2 separate regions of the Zea mays genome follow, and region 1 is linked to region 2. The links are chromatin contacts, called in public Hi-C maps. All regions are on one chromosome and are shown on one strand. The core of a region is the stretch at or near the end of the contact, and the rest is flanking DNA. Distances in the headings are between cores, read along the strand shown. Region 1 overlaps LOC111589913 (a long non-coding RNA gene). Region 2 holds the start of LOC100501704.

Region 1 (2,895 bases), core at 2-2,501, 160 kb before region 2:
CTTCAGTCTACACTGGTGTTCCAAGCAAACATTTTAGTCGCTTTTTAAAATATGGTGATTATCACTACTTCATGTACAAAGTCTACCATACTTTTTACCCAGCTAAAAGTATGGTGGACGCTGCAAAAACGACACTTCTTTAGTTCTTGTGTTATGAAATTATAACAATGTGTTAGATTATTAGCCTACTCATATACCTTATTCGACAAACACTTTAACTGACTTAGTACCTGCTTGTCGTAATCAAAGGGAAAGAGAAAATAGACATATAGTATGTTACTGTTTCTATCATTTCAAATAATGTTCTTTCTTATATAATCCTGATATTGCATTAAAATCTTTAGTATTGTCTATACTAACATACTACTCTCATTTATATACAGGTATGAGGTTCTATCACTTTTGGTCCTGAGACTTTTATGTACATATTAGTCTGGTGTTTAAACCTTCCTAAAACGGTGTCTATGCAAGAAAAGCTAGGCCACTTTTGATCAATAGACTCATTTGCACCTTGCACACATAGAAAAGGCTCCATCACTTTTGGTCACAAGACTTTTATGTATATATTAACCTGATGTTGAAGCCTTTCTACAACTATGTGTGTATGCAATGAAAACTATGTCACTTCTGCTTAGTAGACTTTTATGTACATATGACTCCCCTGTTGGAACCTTTGTACAACTATACTTGCATATGTAAACTCTGCAGATACACTATTACTGGACACTAAATTATGCTAGTTCAATGTAACTTGCTACTTATTTTAATCTAAATTTGTATTACTACTGCTACTGCGTTGTTGGTATAAAAAAAACAATTACGCGCAGGCGCGCGCGTAACGCACTAGTTCTATAAATTTCTGCTCATATCCTAGTTTTATGACATATCGTCAACATTCTATCCTCTAATTTTTCATCTCTCCTAGCGGATTTTTCTAAATTCTTTTTCTATATCCCATTACAACCAAAAAATATTGTTCTTCATATCTATTTATCATCAATTACTATTTTTCATCTATAAAAAATAATGCCATGTGTGAGCTTTGAGGGCAGGAGGCCGGCTGCCACCGCGCCATATCTAGCATAAAATTGTTGCCCGCTCTACTACAGTAGCCGGTAGGGGAGCAGGCATTGGCATGCGTTGTGCAGTAGGGTGACACTAAATGTCAACGGTAGCAGAGGAGGTAGCAGCTGGCAAACGTTGCTGCACATAGTTTGATGCTGTCCGCAGTCGTTCCCCCTCCCCTCGCTAGCATAGGGGGTGCAGGTGCTCGCTACCAGCCGCAACGGCTTTCCCCACGCGGTCCCCTACACGGCAGACGTATTCTCCCTCCCTTCGTTCTTGCTATTTCCCTCTAGCACTGTTCACAGCTCGCGTTTTGTGCCTGTAAGTAAATTTTAGTAGATGAAAAATTGGTAGTGAAGGAAAAGTAGAGATAGAAAATAATATTTTATTGTTGTAGTGGGGTATAGGGATATTTAGAGGAAATCGGTGCGAGAGATGAAAAATTATGGGCGGAATCTTAGCGACCTAGCACAAAAGTAGAATATAGGGGGCGAAATTTAGAAAGAACCACATATTCATTAGTTTCCTATAATCTCTCTAAACTTATGGACTGTTTGAAAGCACATCAGTTTTTATTCCCAGTTCCTAGAAACTAGTTTATAAAAAAAAGTTGGGTGAGGATGTTTGGAACTCAGTTTCTAGTTTTTTGTTACACAATTACTAGCATACCCTTTCTCTATTTTAAAAAACAGTGGCAATACATACAAATTTCATGAAACCAACAAGGACATGATGTAACTAAACAAAAAAAGTTGGTTTTAGCTAATTGAGAGTATCTTCTTGGTTTTTAAGAAACTGTAAAGTGGGACGTAAACTGGTATATTTGAAAACACTCTAGTTTCATAAACCAATTTCTTAAAAAAATATGCGCTTCCAAATAGGCACTTAGATTTAGTAAGTTGCTAAATACATATTTAGAATAAAAACAACCTAGCCTTCAAAAGTTATCAATTCTTAGAGTGTTAAATATTTTAAAATTATATTAATTGGATGGTAAATTCATCATTTTCGTGGCTTAAACGATTTAAAATGCATATTTGTACCCGTGGGCGAGCTCCATAGCAGAGAAATGATTTCACAGTATGATTGATAAGTCAAATAGGCTATTGAGAGTGCAAAACAACTTATCAAGCTTAGGGACTAAATAGAGATATTTAAGAAATTGGTATATTTGGGGGACCCGATTTAAAGAATTATAGGAACATGATTTTTGTTACTCACACCCTAAAATAATTTTGGAGAGGTTTTTTTAGTAACTAGTGGAGATGGTCTAACTTATTATCGATATTACTATTGACAGTCATCGGTCTTTATTTACTACATGCTTCCATATATAACTTTATTTGTAGATTTTTAGTTTTGATAAAGTATAATGTTTTACTAAAATAAGAAATCATTTAAGTACATTTTAAGCGAATAAAATTACATTATTTATAAAAATAATTAAAAGTTACATAACTCAAACATAAAAGTAAAATAAATAATACGTAAATAAAATCTTAATTATAGAACATATTTCAAAAAAATTATGATTTTTTACTTTTAGACTTCAAATGGTTGAAAACAGCTAGCCGACGTGGGAACACATGGACCAACTAGAATATGCCACATTACTAAAGAGTTACCGACCGGTTCGGCTTGGTACCAACTGAACCATCTAACACAATGGCAATTGTCGATCGATCCATACCAACTGTTCTAGCTTCAACACGGTCAGTACGGACTAGACCGACCGATTGATAGACCCACCGACTAGTCGGTTGAACTCACCCGCATTGGAGCTAGAACAGTCCGTGTCGACCGACCTCCTATGGTCGGTAACGCCTTCTG
Region 2 (2,790 bases), core at 26-2,525:
TATAATAATCAATTTGTAGTTAATTTTAAATTAATTTAATAATAGAAAATAGTAATTGTACCTATAGTTTCAGAAACCACATCAATGTAACACCAATTTAACACAAGTCATCACTCATCAATTCACAATTCACACACATGTTCATCAGTTTAACGCGCGGTTATATTCTCATAGACCAATTTAACATATAGACATAGTTCATCAATCATTAGTTTAACTCATAAGTCATATACACCACACATATATATACATGTTCCTTAATTATTACGTAAATGATATGCATATAGTTTCGTTTTGCTGAAATGTGTTAGCTTGTTTAGCTTACGACCGAGCTCGTTAACAAACTGAGCTGTCTCGTTAACGAACCAAACTATGATATTAACTTAACTTGTAAAAAAATTCAAATAAATCGATTCGACCTGAATCAAACTGATCATGAACCAAGCAAGATACGAGTATTTGGTCCAGATATGAGTATTCCGCCCGGCCTTAAAAGCATATATCTCCTACTCAGGCTGTCTCTAACAAGGATATGCAAAGCCTCCTTTCTCATAAATATAGCGGATGGAGACGTTCGACACGCGTCCAACAACGACCGCTACACCACCCGCTAAAATATAGCGAGCCTTCGTCAACCGCTACATCTGGCGGATAGACGATCGTGCGCTATACACTGTTCATCACACGCGTCACTCTCTTCCGCCCATTCCCGCGCTTGAGCAAAAACTTTTGCAGCCGTCCATGGCTGATGCCAGACTGTGGCGGCCTTCGCCCCTTTGAAGCCGAAGCCAGTGGTGAGCATCGCGGCTGTACTTTTTTTTGCCATATTATTGAAATAGTTGAACATATGCAATAATTCGTAAAATGCTAACGATCAATTTATTTAATTCGATAAAAAATGATGAAAATAATTTCTGTTAATATGGTTGCAAAGAATATAGAGGATGAGATATAGAGGACAAAATTTAGAGAACGTTGCTGAAAATATAGAAGATATAAAAGATGAAATCTTTTAAGGTGTACTATAAAAGACAAAAAATATTCTTTTGATGAAATCTAGTGACATTGCTGGAGACAGCCTCACGCCCCACCGCAGCCCCTCGATTCCGAACCCAAAACCTAACGCCTTATTCGCGGGCAAGTGGACCCACTGGTCAGGCACGGAGCATAAAACCCACCGGTGCTTGTCTATTCTACCTTTCGCGTGCTCCGCCGTCACGACCCAAATTATTGAGAGCCCAGGAAGTGAGAGATGAGCCTGCAGATTCCGGTGAGATCAGGCGCCCTGCGCCGCCTTCTCCTTCTAGGTGGCGCCGAGGGTCTACTGCGCACCTACTCCACCGGCGACCGGCGCCGGCGGGTGATCCGCGAGGCAAGGCAAGAGGAGGAGGACGAAGCGTTCCTCCGCACCCTCAACTTCGGCGCTGACCCCGAGAACAACCCTCTTCCCCCGCCGCCGAGGCATGGCAGAGGATTATCCGACGCCTCAGCCGGGAAGCAGCAGCAGCAGCCCGAGCGAAGCGCGCAGAAGGTCGTCGGGGAGACGCTGCTGGAGAAGCTTAAGCTGGGCGATGGTCCCTCCGCCGCCGCTGCTATAGGAGGCGGCGATGAGCCACGGCAGTCTGAGGACGAGCCTGCGCCCGCGCAGCCGGTGGACGTGGACGAGATCTTCCGAAAGATGAAGGAAACCGGGTTGATCCCAAACGCCGTGGCCATGCTCGACGGGCTGTGCAAGAACGGCCTGGTGCAGGACGCCATGAAGCTGTTTGGTCTAATGCGAGAGAAGGGAGCCATCCCGGAGGTGGTTATCTACACAGCTGTCGTCGAGGCATTCTGCAAGGTGGCTAAGCTAGACGACGCCGTGAGAATTTTCAGGAAGATGCAAGGGAATGGAGTCATCCCCAATGCATTCAGCTATTGGCTCCTGATACAGGGGCTGTACAAGGGGGGCAGGCTGGATGATGCTGTCGGGTTCTGTGTGGAGATGTTTGAGGCTGGGCTTGCACCGAATGCGGAGACGTTTGTAGGCTTGCTTGATGCAGTGTGCAAGACAAAAGGTGTGGATGAAGGCGAGAATCTTGTGAGGAGCTTCCAGGACAGAAACTTCGCTATTGATGAGAAATCAATCAGGGATCACCTGGACAAGAAAGGCCCATTCTCACCAGTAGTGTGGGAGGTGATCTTTGGCAAGAGAAAATCAGACCGACCATTCTAATCTCTACCAGAAAGTAGTATGTGCACACTCTCATCATTTTGTTAGCCTTGTAGTTATTATTTCTCAAGAGTTTGCTTGCTTTCATGGTTAAACAAATGGCTACCATGTCTTCTTTTATGGAATCTATAATTATGGCGATCTGTATGCACTTTTGTCATATGCAATTCACCTCCATCTATTCAACTGCCCCAATTAGGACATACTTGCTGCATTCACCTTGAGCTATTCAATCGTCCCAATTAGAACAACTTTCTTTGTTATTATGTTTCTGTTATGAAGGGTTGCTACTTGCACTGTATTTTGATTATTGGCAATTTAAGTGCAAGATGATCAATTCACACACGAATACATAATTTGTGCTCAGATACAGTTTCAGTGTCATCAGATTGCTACTTCAATACAATGACTTGATAATTTGAGAGTCAACTTGTTGATACTTCAAGATAGTGTAAACCACAATTGGCTGGCTGGTAACTTGAAAAATCCATCCAAACACATATCTAGAAGTTCCCAATATTATTGAAATACTTGCCATCTTCCGATGAGGTTATTATATGATACCATGCAAAATTTCA

The links. A called contact is a pair of places that touch in the nucleus more often than the background predicts.
Region 1: a contact with region 2 is called in a Hi-C map of ear, with 1.5 times the contacts expected there. The contact joins the enhancer-like site here to the promoter of LOC100501704 in region 2. A contact is called at or near these places in 2 of 25 Hi-C or Micro-C datasets (ear and endosperm).

What each region holds. Positions count from the first base shown.
Region 1 is chr8:62,082,532-62,085,426 of Zm-B73-REFERENCE-NAM-5.0, reverse strand. LOC111589913 (a long non-coding RNA gene) reads left to right here. Exons shown (of 3, transcript XR_002748994.2): 3 at 384-791. Among protein-coding and RNA genes, the nearest start is that of LOC111589913, 4.1 kb to the left of the region's middle. Within about 2 kb of position 1,251, at least 14 of the 20 cell types and tissues checked have an H3K27ac peak or open chromatin away from gene starts, as enhancers often do. A contact at or near this core is called in ear, where this site is marked.
Region 2 is chr8:61,927,659-61,930,448 of Zm-B73-REFERENCE-NAM-5.0, reverse strand. It overlaps LOC100501704, which reads left to right and starts at 1,275. Exons shown (of 1, transcript NM_001196378.1): 1 at 1,275-2,790. The coding sequence starts at 1,679. The coding sequence ends at 2,215.